Linked DNA regions of Gossypium hirsutum: region 2 is linked to region 1. The links are chromatin contacts, called in public Hi-C maps. All regions are on one chromosome and are shown on one strand. Each heading gives the region's core, a stretch centred on a gene start, on an enhancer-like site or on the middle of the called end of the contact. The rest is flanking DNA. Distances are from core to core; before and after follow the strand shown.

What was found. Hi-C and Micro-C count contacts between places; a contact is called where the count stands out from the background.
Region 2: a contact with region 1 is called in a Hi-C map of leaf, with 1.7 times the contacts expected there. The contact joins the promoter of LOC107897127 here to the enhancer-like site in region 1. A contact is called at or near these places in 5 of 34 Hi-C or Micro-C datasets (leaf and petal).

Annotation. Positions count from the first base shown.
Region 1 is chrA01:51,419,469-51,426,807 of Gossypium_hirsutum_v2.1, forward strand. No RefSeq gene overlaps it. Among protein-coding and RNA genes, the nearest start is that of LOC121206880, 29 kb to the left of the region's middle. Within about 2 kb of position 4,668, at least 1 of the 9 cell types and tissues checked has an H3K27ac peak or open chromatin away from gene starts, as enhancers often do. A contact at or near this core is called in leaf, where this site is marked.
Region 2 is chrA01:51,575,460-51,582,291 of Gossypium_hirsutum_v2.1, forward strand. It overlaps LOC107897127 (zinc finger protein 8), which reads left to right and starts at 4,687. Exons shown (of 1, transcript XM_016822474.2): 1 at 4,687-5,699. The coding sequence starts at 4,941. The coding sequence ends at 5,648.

The DNA of each region.
Region 1 (7,339 bases), core at 3,418-5,917:
GGAGCGTATAGTATCTAGTGATGCAACGAACTTCAACTTGGGAAAAGATGAGGAACTTCTGTATATGAAGAGAATATATGTGCCTACTAGGGATGGTTTAATACAAGAATTGTTAAGAGAGGCTTATCAAATATCCTTCTCACTTCATCTAGGAAGTGTTAATATGTATCGAGATTTGAGAAGTCTGTATTGGTGGCCTAGAATAAAGAAAGAATTAACAAAATATGTTTAAACATGTTTGGCTTGGCAGCAGATTAAAGTTTGAACCTCAAGTTCCCTCAGGTAAACTATATCTTTTGGAGATACCTAAGTGGAAGTGGGATAAGATCACCATGGATTTTGTATCGAGCCTTCCTCTCAATCCTTCAAAATGGAATTCAGTTTGGGTGATTGTGGATCGACTCACTAAAACAACTCATTCCGTGCCCGTATACACCAATTATTCATTGTAAAAGTTGGTCAAGCTCTATGTATTTGAAATAGTACGCTTTCATAGAATGCCTTGTTTTAGATCGAAATGTAAGGTTTACATCGAGGTTATGGAAACAACTACAAGAATCGTTGGGCACAAAATTACGATTCAGTACTGCCTTTTATCCTCAATCAGATGGTCAGTCTGAAAGAGTGATTCAAGTCTTGGAAGATATGCCGAGAACCTATATGATAAATTTTGGGATAAATTGGGGAAGATATCTTCATTTAGAAGAATTTGCATATAATAATAGTCATCACGCCAGTTTGGATATATCACCATTTGAGGTTTTGTATTGAAGAAAGTGCCAATCACCCACCTGCTGGCTAGAGCTTAGTGAAAGGAAATTGGTTGCTCCAGAATTGGTGTGAGAAACAGAGGAAAAAGTTGCTATCATTTGCAGTGATCTAAAGCTGCCCAAGATCACCGAAAAGCTTATGCTAACTTAAAAAGGAAGGAGATCTCATTTGAAGTGAGTGATAAACTGTTCCTAAAGGTTTCTCCTTGGAAGAAAATCATAAGGTTTGATTAAAAAAGAAAGTTAAGCCCACGTTTCATTGAACCGCATGAGATTTTAGAACAATTTAGGCCAGTGGCAAATAAGTTGGCATTACCACCAAAATTATCATAGATTCATAATGTATTTCATGTGTCTATGTTAAAGAAGTATAGCCAAATCTTTCTTATGAAAAGGAACCTGTTTGCATCTTAGAAAGAGAAGTAAAAGAGTCAAGGAATAAGAGGATCCCACTAGTAAAAGTGTTATGGAGAAATCACAATAGAGGAGAAGCTACATGGGAAAGTAAAATTTTGATGAAAGAGCAGTATCTTCAACTTTTTCACAGGTATGAATTTCGAGGATGAAATTTTCTGAGTGAGGGAGAATAGTAACATCCCACCTATTGGAGACTCAATATCAAGTAATCGTTTCATGTATAAGTTAGTTAAGTTAATGGTAGAATTGAGTAAGTAAAATATTTAATTTGACGGAGTAGTACACTCTGTGAGATTCGCCAACTGGCGAACTCTAAGGTTTAGCGAACACTTCTGTTAAGTATCAGCCCATCCCAAATGTTTTGGGTGAACTCATTAAGTTCGCAATTCGATAGATATATTTCTATATTTAGTCCACATTATGATGACTTAGTCATACTAGGGTTTCGTTTAATCCTAGTTAGAGTTGAACTAGAATACTATAGATGACTAGACTTGAAACTTATTAAGTGCGTTTCATCACGAGAATCAAGGGTGTTAGTGGAATTATCTCATTTTTCCACTACACCTTGTCGTCGTTGCATGAGTATATAAGGATAGCGTTGGCCATTAAGAATTACCTTTACATCTTTTCCTTCTTCCTTGAATTATTCTATAACTTTCTGAAAAACCTTAATATATAGAGCTTCATCGAAGAGGGTTCATAGAATTCGGCTAACACCTATATTTGTACCAACTTATTGGTGATTTCTGGTACACCCTTAGGTTATTATCGAAGAAATTCATGTGTTTATTGTATTACATGCTTAGACTTTAGAATTGTTCGTGAGGAAGGAAACTTCATGATTCTGGATTTTTCATTACCGAGTCTTGCATACATGTTCAGTTTTGATACTTTAATGATATGATAAGAATATTTATCTTTCTTTTAACTCAAAAAGTTAACAAAGGTCCTAGCGATAAGAACAAAGGACTTGCTATATAGATCACTGTACTAGAGTTTTTGGTAAGTTCATTCTTACTTTTATGTGTTTTAAATTCCATTGTTGTATAAATTTTATAAAGTAAGTAATCCCTCTTAGTAGCGGGTGAATGATGTTTGTATGGGTGGTGGTAATTTAGTGTCAGCAGTATGAGTATAGTCTGTCTGTGTTTTGAAGTAAATACCATCATTTTTGCTCAAGCTAGTACCATCTGTGTATGATGTATGTGGTATGATATGTGGTGATGAAGAAGGGGGATATGTTTGTGATGCCTCTAGTAGTTACATTGCAAACTGGATTGGCAAATCACGTGAAAACATGCTTATCTGAACAAAAATGATATGAAGAGTTAAGGAAGTGTATAAATATGAATACGACTATTTGATATGCTTCTAATTCTAAGTTTCTGGATACATGGCTGGCATAAGGATAGGTTATCTATTCGTTATGGTTAAGTTGGCGTTTAGTAACCGCCCTTATGTCGTATTAAGTTTGCATGTTGTGTTCATCTGTATGCGGTTTACGCCATTCGGTGTATTATGATTTTATTTTTTAAACCCTTTTGACAGGTCTGGTATTACCTTGGATACTGTTGTAGATGATTTATATGTTCTTTCCTTGTCTTTGAACTCACTAAGTTTGTTTGAACTTACTCGGTTATCTTTTCCTTCTTATAAGTGTTAATTGAAGGAAGAGAACTTTGAAAGGACTACACTAGAGAACTATTGATTGTGAGCCTTTTGTTATTTTTTTGTATCATGCATTCTATAGGCAAGGTGGCATGTAGAATTGTTTTGTATCAAATCTTGTAGCGAATCACAATTTTTGTTAGGCTCTGTTTTATGAAACTTTTGTTTGCTCCAGTTATATATCTAAGTGTTTTGACCCAATGAGATGGTATATGAGATAATATTTTAGGTGTGAACACCAAATTGTTTGAACGTTGTTCAAGCTACCAATAATGTACATTGAAACTTTTGTAAAGGGAATAACTTTATCGAGTTTCATAAGGCTTTCGCTAAATGTTTTGTTTAAAATGTTATTTTCTTGTCGTATAAATAATTTGATTGTTGTGTCATTATCGTATTGAGGACTACACCACTATCCTAAGTTTAAATAATTTTAAATACCTTTGTTAAATTCTTATAATTTTAAGTATACCATACTCGGACCCAATCATCGGGTCGAGTAAGGTGTGTTACAGAGAACATTTACTCAAACACCTTGTATACGTTGCTTTCTTGTGGCTCTTCTGTTCTTTCATTGCTCTTTCGTCTTTGAGTTGCTTTTGCTTTACTTTTGATGCCTTAGAATTTTTATTGAGAATTCTAACTTTGCGAGAGTTAGACTGGCTTAAGCTGATTTGAATCCAATAAATCTCCTAAAGCCGCACAGATTGTGAGACTAAAGTTCTAGTCCCATGACAGCACCCTATGATTAGAACAATTGAGATTATATTTAACATGTCGGATAAGATAAATTAATTATATAAAAATGTACTCATATAATTAATCTAATTTGATAGGGTTGAAATTTAGACACGATATATATGCTTGCTTGACCAACATATATAATGGATTTGATTAAAATAATGTGAAATATATTCACGTATTTTAATTGAGATAAAATTTATTTTATTAAATTTATTGAATATAATATTTAAAAATTTGGTTAAAGAGATTTTAATTTCCTTGTTATGCTAAATGTGTTTGTTTATTAAAAATAATTTTGAATAAATTGAGATACTATTAGAAATGAAATTGTATGAAACTTTAATTTTATGTCATCCCTATCCTTTTCCAATAGAAAATTTTGAAAAATCTGATTTGTCATTATCATATTAGAAAGGGATAAGGATGACGTGGAATCACAGTTTTATATAGTTCTTTCTTATACTTTTATCCCTTTTCCTTCCTCCAAAATTATCAAGCTAGCACTGAAAAGTAATTTTTTTGTTTTGAAAAATCTCTTTGAATAGTTCACGAGAGAAAATTCTTTTGTTCAAGCCTAAACGATAAATGTTGTGGTTGTAGTTTGATATCTCTATAGTGACAGTGCTATTTGAAATGGATTTTGCATTCGGATCCACCGGAGGTTTAGATTAGTCTACATGGAAAGAAAAGAAGGCATATTTCGAACCCTCTTTATCCCGGATCCGTCATCTCATACATGAACCCATGGTGTGGTTTCACCAAAATTTTATTTTTCATTGCGCCGGTGGTGCTTAGGCAACCTAACAGGTGACACATAAGACAAACACATATAGCTTTCAAGGGCTAGTAGGACCACATACAAGCACTTGCAGTATGCAGATTGACACCTGATGCAACTCATCTTCTAACCTCTACAATGTACCTTGTGTTGGCTGAGAGCATAACTGGGGGACCATAAATCAGTCCATTCTTGATCCCTAAGGCAAATAAACTCTATAAAGGTCGTAGGTAGTACTATCTTCTTCCTTGTGCCTTTACTGTTACTTTTCACTTTATTAAAAATTTACTTAACGTTTATAACCTTCATTGACTTAATAATCAGAGAGTGCCCGAGAGTACATACTCCAGCATCACTTAACTTACCATCTTCTTACAAATGTTCCTCATTCATTGGCGCTCACCAAATTCTAGCCCAAGCACAAGTGAGCCCATCATCCATCAGTTTAAATTCATAAAACTCTTATTCAAGGACTAGCACCACAGTAGTGGTAGCAAAAAGCCATAGTCACCTGGATTTTAAATTGCACCATTATATAGGAGAAGATTGGGTCATCTGTAATTAATATTTTTCCGAGCAGCATCTTTATTTTGTTTTATAGATGTGAAATTCATTGGATTTGAATATTGAAAAATAAAATAAAATAGGCTATCCCATTCATTCTATAATTTCGGACCTCTTTCAACAAGGTTTGAAACTTGCTTGAAATTTAAATTTTAAGGCTAAAATGCTTAATAGGTATCCTTCAACTTCGTTATTTTATATAAATAAGTATTTAAAATTTTAATATATCTGAATAAGTTCTTAAGCTTAATTTTTATCCTAATAAATCCTTTATTTTTAATTTGTATCCAAATAAATCTCTAATTTTTAATTTATACTTAAATAACTGTTGACATGAATACTTATTTCGGCTAAACTAAGTACACATCAAATGAAGGAGCTTATATGGGTACAACAAAAGTAAACAAGTTGAAGGCCAATTTTTAATATGAAAGTTGTTCCCTTAAATATTAGGTAAGTTTAACGGATAGAAAGTGTTATTTTCCTTAATACGTATGGCATTCGTATTTAAAATATTCACATATTTAATAATTTAGGTGTGTTTTTTATATTTATATAATTAAATATAACTAATTTTTGAAACTAATGAATAGTAATTAGGGTCAAGTAGTTTTGAGATCAAAATTTCTTTGTCTAAACTCAATTAGGTCACGAGTATTGAATTAAGTTGCACGGTGCCCAAACCTTGAGAAGCTTATTCAAGGGTGAAATTAAAGATTCTTTTAACAATAAAATTCTGAGAAATTAAAATATAAATTTTTTGGGAGGGTTAAAGTGTATTTTTCTTTGTAATTTAATTATTTATAAGCAGCTTAAATAATGTTTATTTTTTTATTTGAGAAGATCAAGATTCTTGCTTACCTTTTAGATTTTATCCTTGACCTACTTAATAATTTGTGTTATGATTTTTTTTTTAGATATATTTTGATGGGATTGTTGAGCCAGATAATTAATTATATTTGTAGTTATTTAAGCTATATTAATTGAAATTTCAGTTATAGCTTGTAATATATATATATATATATATTCAATAAATCCATTCAACTCAAAAACATTAAAAGAAAAACAACCGCCAATTTGAAGGGTCCCCTTCCAAACCACACCTCTGCCGCTATGACTTTAATGGCAAATAAGGTGTTAAGCATGAATGAAGGGTGCTTCTCTTATACATGCATATAATGACAACTAAAAAAGCACAAGAAATTATGAGTTAGAGAGAGAAGAAAGGAACAAGACAACGACATGTCATGTAATGACAACTAAAATTAGGAAGAATTATAAGTGAAGGCATGCAGTTGAGAATAATTGCTAAACCAACGACTCCAGCATGGACCAATACATAACAGTCCCTTTTTTTTTTTTTTGAGTGAATCCAAGATACACTAATATAATCATTAAATTAGTTCAATTTATATTCCTCGTGCAAAATCTAATTTTTTTTTCTAAAAAAATAAATAAGGATTTTTTATCATAATTTTTTTACTATTTTAACCATTTTTTATTAATATTTATCATAATTTATTGTGGAAAAAGAACTTATATATGTAACTATAATTAATTTAACTCGTCGATTTTTATGTTTGAAGTACATTACTCGACTTGAAAAGAAAGGAAAGATCAAAAAGCCATTGGTTTAATGACAATTGGGAATTAACATGTATATGCTTATTCAAGTGTTGGCATATTATCAAGTTCAAGCCATTTGAAATCATTTATCTTTTTCTTTAAAGATGTAATGTAAGTTTTATTATAACAAAAAGAAAAAGGAAAGGAAACACTTACCTCTCTCCTTAAAGATGTAATGTAAGCATTATTATTAAAAAGAAAAAAGAAAGGAAACGGAGGCAAAGGTGAAGGTGGTGGTGGAGCGTAATGGTGACTAAAGGGGGGGTTTTTGGCTCTTTAAAATTTTGCGAAAATTTTATTTCTTTTCTCTTAAATTTTTTAAAAAATTCTTATTAGGTCCCAAAATTTTAAAAATTTTCATTTCTCCCTTGAATTATTTTTAAAATTTTTAATTAAGCTCTTCAAAATTTTGAAAATTTCTATTTACCTTTTAATTTGTTTTGAAAATTTTAATCAAGCTTTCTAAAATTTTGGAAATTTTGATTAATCTTTTAAAAAATTAAAAATTTTAATTAGACCTCAAATTTTTTTTTAAAATTCTCATTAAACTTTTAAAATTTTTAAAAATTTTAATAAACCCGTGAAAACTTAAATCTTAAGATCCGCCGTTGAAAGGAAAGGAAAGAAAAAACATATCCGTCTTTCTAATCCATTTCACTTACATTTCTTTTTGGTATAATATTGTAATTTTCATTATTAACATGTAATACAGTATGACTTTTATTAAGTAATGTCTTATGATAATTAATTTGATTATTATTTGCAATAA
Region 2 (6,832 bases), core at 3,437-5,936, 160 kb after region 1:
TCTTTGGAAATATTAAAATTTGATTTAAGGGGCTTTCATTAGTAGAGTGAATATTGGTTTAAGTAATTAAAGTTTTGTTAAGAATAGTTTTCGATTGTAGTAACAACTTCTATCCGTATCAATCGTCGGATCGGGTTAAAAGTGTCACATAAAATATACCTAAAACTAATTTTTAATGTGTGAAAATTATATTATGTGCAGGGGCGAAGCCAGAAAAATTTTTTAGAGGGGCCGGATGAAATTTTAATTTTCTATAGTTTATATCTTTATAATTTGTAAAGGACTAAATCAAATTTTTATAATTTTAGGGGGGCCAAAGTGCAAGTTTACCTTTAGTAATTTACAAGTTTTTAAAAAATTTTAAGGGCCTAAAATGCAATTTTACATTTTAAGAGGGGTCGGGGCCCATGCCAGCCCCCTTGGCTACGCCCCTGATTATGTGTTTAAATGAAGACAATGAAGCTATAGTAACTATGAGATGAATTAAGACTTAGCATAAACAATTCAAAATAATTAAAACAAATAACATGAATGCAATACCAAATTTATAAATGCATTAAAATATATTTAATACTAATTAGTAACTTCTAAATACTCGAAAAATAATGTAAATACAACAAAATATATATACGAATGCATATTTTTAATTAATTAGTACCATTTAAAAGTTAAATAAATTTATACTACTTAAAATACACGTAAACTTTCCACATATATATTCTTAATCTTCTTAAAATACTATAAGTACCTTTGTTAAAAAATTTTAATGACATGGTTCATTCGGCTGAAAATTAACCAACCATTCTCAATGTTTAGATGAAGCTGTCCCATAATAGCTTTTATATAGTTATAGATTAAGTCTATAACGTATTTTATAGGTGCTTGCACTCCCGTTGCGAAGCACGGGGGACCCAACTAGTAATAAATATTAGTAATACTTTGAAAGAGAACATCGTGTCGGATACTTCCATAAATTATAGATTAACAATGAAACCACCCCTCCGCCCTCCACCAAAAAGGAAAACAGCATAAATTATAGCATATTCATTCATCATTTGTCCTTCAAATCTATTAATTTCTTCCTAATGATTGGTAATTCAAAAATGGATAAACTACACCTTCAGGTACTAAACTATGAATAAGTTTTAGTTTTGGTCACTTAATTAAAAAAAAGTTACAATTTAGTCATTAAACTATTCGGAAATTTTTATTTAAGTTACGAAACTATTCAAAAGTTTTTCTTTTATTATTATTATTTTTTTGGAAAAACTAACTAAACTAAATACATATACCTATACTTTAAATACTTGATTACCCTAATATTTCTCCTAAAGAATGATCAAAATCTTCCTTAAATTTCGCCAACGAGTTCCTTGTGACGATTTGACTATTAGTACAGTGGATGAGTAAAAAAAACATACCTTAAATCCAAGTCAATCTGACAGTCAGTGTCGGAGATCAAAGAAAAAAGTTGTTTGAATTTCGGTTCGCAGATTTGTGACATCCAAAGTTGTTTCATGAAGAAAAATTTTGTAGAAAAGAAGGGAAAAGAGAACTTTCAACTGGTATAGGCAATGCGAACAGAGAAAGCCATATAGCATCAATTTTAACAACTCAGTGACTTAAATAAAAATTTTTGGATAGTTCAATAATCAAATTACAACCTTTTTCTAATTAAGTGACCAAAACAAAAAATTATCCATTAATGACTAATAATGTAATTTACCCTTAAAAAATTGAGCAATTTGCTATATCAATTCAAATTCAATCATATACGTAGAGGTGTCCACAGGTCGGGTCGGGCCGAACAAAATTTTATGCTCGTTGCTAGGCTCGAGCTTAGCCTGGCTCGAAAAATGGGCCTAAGATTTTGCCCAAACTTGGCCTGGATAAAAATACTAAAATCTGAGCTCAACCCGCCCATATCAATTTTTTTATATAAATTTTTAAAAAAATTATATAATACATAAAAGCAATACTAAAACGTTAAAATAAATGTTTCTCAACATATTGAAAATAAATTTTTAAAAAATATGTATACTTAAATAACACTAAGATAAGTGCAACTCAACAAGCAAATGTTTCTAAAATAGTAACAAAATTAACAATAAAACAAGAGTTATACAATATATAAACAATAACAACAAAATAATAGCAACATAATAGTGAAATGGTAGCAAAATAGTGAAAAAAAAACAAGAAAATAACAATAAAATAGTAAAAAAAAGCAAGAAAACAGTAAAAAATAGTTTTTTTTTTGCATATTAGGGTCAAGCCAAGCTCGAGCCAAAAAAATTTACTCGAGACTCGGCCAGTTTTCTAAATGAGACTTATTTTTTTGTCCAAATCTATTTTTCAGACTTATATTTTTACCCAAATCATTTTACTTTTCGTGCTAACCTTTAGGCCGGACTGAGTGACGCAACCCATGTACAATTGTATATATACGTGAATTATATAATTCATATTCATAATTGACTTTGCCTAAATTTAACTAATTATAGAGATATTGTTTTCATATTGAGGAGACATTAATTGTTTATGCTTAGTGATTAAAAATTAGAAAAGAAATTAAGAAAGATGAAGTTGATTATTTATGTTATAAAAGTATTAAAAGGTATGCAAACCATTAATTGTCATTTATGAAAATAATAAGATGGATAAATGATAACTTCTTGTGACCATAATTGAGGTAGGTTTTTTTAATTCTATTTCTAGGTTTGATTTTTTCTTTTAATTATTATTATAAAATCTAATTATATTTAATGGGCTTATTAGTTTGTGTAACCTTTTTAATCGGGTTTCAAATTAGTTAAGAAATTATTAAAAAAAAACTCTTCCTTTTATAGAATGATACGAATTATTGTCAAAATATTTCTGTCATTTAAAATCTTGTGAAAATTTGAAAAGTATTATTGATGAGATTTGAACACAAAACAGAGTAATTTTCAATATTTTTATCATTTCAACTAAAACTTCATTTATTTTTAAATAATTTTTTTTCACTCAAATCTTAAGTATATTCTAATTTAATATACTTTTAAATCCAATCTTTTTTTATGAATTAAATCGAATCATATTTAATTTTAAAAAGGTTTTTAAAATTTAAGCTTAAATTCGATCACATCAAAACAATCTATTTCATTTTTATATATGTATAAAATATAAAAGATATATATAATTTATTGAGATGCAAGTAAAAAGAGAAAATGAAATCCTAAAAGATCCCCATTGCAAGAGGGGATTGATGTGTGGTCACAAATAAGATGTCAAATTTGAATTCATAACTAGCTCTGTTGTCACCATCACAATAAGTAGCAAAGGGAACATGTGTTTGTATAATAAGATTGATAGCAAAACAGGAAAAATACCGTCTTTTAATATTTTGAAAAGATTAATTAATATCCTTTGGTAACTCATTAATTTCTCCTTTCAATTGGATTGGTATACATAATATAAACCTTTCACACTTTCCCATTATTTTTATTTATTGCTCTGCCCATTATTTCTTTTAATGATCAAAAGTGAATTGGTCAACTAAGAATACCATCTTAATTACTATTACTCAATCATCTCCAAATACCCAAAACTTGATTTATTTAAATGTATTATTTTTTAAAATAACGTGAATAATTTAACCAATTTTTTCTTACTCTAATTCTCTTTTCACCTTATTATAAAATGAGAAATCAACATTTTTTAAATTTCAAAGTTTCAAAATTAAATTGTAGTTGGTAGATTAATTTATTCTTCAAGGACTCACCAAACAATTTAACCTCCTTCTTTTAATATAGAATCAGGTTTAATTATCTACATTTTTTTCACTTATTTAACAAATTATAGAAATAAGAAAAAAAAAAGGATAAGGAGGTGAGGGCCTGTTGGTAACATAAAAGTAAAATTTCATGATGTTAGGAGGTTGTAGCAGAACTTTCCACAAGATACTAGAAAATTTTAAGTGAAAAGTAGCAAAACTATAACCACCATTTATATTTGTTGGGTTTTAAGACGAGGCGAATTGATTTTTCATTAAGGTTGTGCCTCCTATCTAACATATTTATTTTTAATTTTATAACTATTTTCTACTAATATTTTTAGGACTTCACATATATGATTGATTGTAACATTGGGAAATTTACATGTATCCTTAAATAATCTTTAAATTTTAATAAAGCTTATGTATCAAATAATATTTCATATTTTTATTTATTTTTAATTTTATAAAAATTATAATAATGTATTCTAATTTTATAAATATTTCTATTTACTTTAAAAAATAATATAATATAAAATATTATCTAAAATTTGAGAACCAAAAAGGAAAACATTATAATCAAAGGGGAAGGCTAAAGTAGTAAATAAAATTTAAAATAATTATAGAGCGTAGTGTTATGGTTGTTCACTTTATCCTTTAATTATAAAATTGAAGATTCATAATATATTTTATGACCAATCATTTATCTCTTCAGAAAGCACACGCTACAAGAGAATTAACTACTATTATCGACTATGAACACTAACAAAAAAAAATTAAGTGAGATAATTTAGTGTAAATATTAATAAAAAATAAGATTATTTAAGTATAGTTGTAAATTACATTCCATAAAAAAATAAATTATTTAAATGTAGTAGTAACTTGCATTGCATTTTCAGATTTTTTTTCTTTATAAATAACATTTTTTAAGACGATTATCAGGATAAAAAATGAAAAAGTCCCCGCCCAGCCCCTCACTTTTGGGCTTGTCAGCCCTCACTTTCATATTCATATTCATGGCCATGGCTGGTTCATTCCACCATGGATGAATCCCTTGTTTTATAGGTCCCACTTCCGCCCAATATTAGCTACCTTCCTCTTTCCTTTCTTTTCTCTGCTCCCTCGTTTTGATTTTCCCCTTCAATTCCCTTCTGCTTAACCCAAAGAAAAAGAAGCAGCAACTTCCATGGAGAAGGAAACACACGATTTCATGAACGTGGAATCCTTCTCCCAGCTTCCCTTTATCCGCCCTTCCCCTGTTAAAGAAAAGGGTGCTATTCGTTTATTCGGCAAGGACTTCGGCTGCGGCGACTCAGCGACGGAGGCCACCGAGTCCGACAACAACAACAACAATGAAGACACTACCAAGGACAACGAGAATGGAGATAATAATAACAACAGCAGCAGAAGATTTGAGTGTCACTATTGTTGCAGAAACTTTCTCACTTCCCAAGCTTTAGGTGGCCACCAAAACGCTCACAAAAGGGAACGCCAACATGCCAAACGGCAACACAACAATTCTTTTTCTTTATCCGATGCTCATAATGATATTTATGGCTTTTTTAACTATAGGCTACCCTCACCCTCGATGCCGTCAATGCCCGCTTACCCTTCATGGAACAATACCATTAGCACTAGGTTTTCTAACCCTCCACCACCCATCAATGGCAATCCACTGGGTGTTTGGAGAATCCCTGCTACGCTTCAAACTAACTCCTGTAATTTCAACCGTGACCGTTCATCAGCGCATCCGTTGCCGTTGTTCGCCGGTGATGAGTTTCTGCCGTCGTCTCAGGCTGGCGGTGGTGGTGATTCAAGTTCCGAGAGTCATAGGTACGTTTATGAAACGAAGGCAAGCGTTAAAGACAATGTTAGCTTGGATCTACATCTGTAATTCATTTCGTAATAAACTTGAAAAGAAAATATCATGTGTTTTTCCCTTTTAGCATCTTGGATTTTACTATTTTTAGTATGTAAATGAAATGATTTACAATCTCTTCACTAATCTAAACTAAAAGCAGTTTGCTTCTCTCTGTTCATTATGGAAGCTTTACAAAGAAAAACCCAAAAACCCAAATAGTTTACCTCAAGCTTAGCTAAAACATGGTACCGGCTTACAGCGGCAATCTATGTCGTACCTATTTTCAGAAAAACTTCACACGTGTGAGGAATATTTCTGTCTTCCAAGTAGCTACCAGAGAGTAGCACATGAACAACTCTGTAGCTACACACGTGTACATAAACCTATATGTTGTCTGTCGGAGCGTGACAAAAAACTTCAATATATACACAGAATTTATACGAGTATTTAGCTAAAATGATGAAATTCATCATTTTTTATATCATACATTGATATTTGCTACATCAACTTACCAATGTAACAAAAAAAAAACTGTCATATTTCTTTTCTTTTTTTTATATATTTAAATTTTATTATAACTTTAAAAACATATTAGTTTATAAGTGCCAAATAATTTTTATATAGATTATGATATACAAATAATAAATTTATATAATATTAATATAAATATTAGGGTAAATTACACCATCACTCATTAAATTATGGGTAAATTTTCGTTTTGGTCACTAAATTATTCAAAACATTTCATTTAAGTCGACGGGCTATTAAAATCGATGTTATATGACTTTTTTTGTTCGCATTGCCTGCACAAATTGAAAGCTCTCTTTTCCTTCTCTTCTATAGTTCAGCTTTTTTTTTTCATGAAATAGCTATGGATATCACAAATCTGCGAATAAAATTCAAACAACTTTTTTCTTTGATCTTTAACACTAACTGTCAGATTGACTTGGATCTAAGGTGTGTTCTTCTACTCGTCGATGAGTATTAATCGACCATATAAATTATCGAATCATCACTTGGAACTTGCAAGTGGAACTTTTTTTAAAACATAACAACTCAATAACTTAAAATGAAAACTTTGAATAGTTTAGTGATCAAATTGTAATCTTTTTTAATTAAATAACCAAAACAAAAACTTACATATAGTTTAGTTATTAATCGAGTAATTTACCGTAAATATAATAGTAAAGTATAAATATTAAAAATTATAAAGCCTT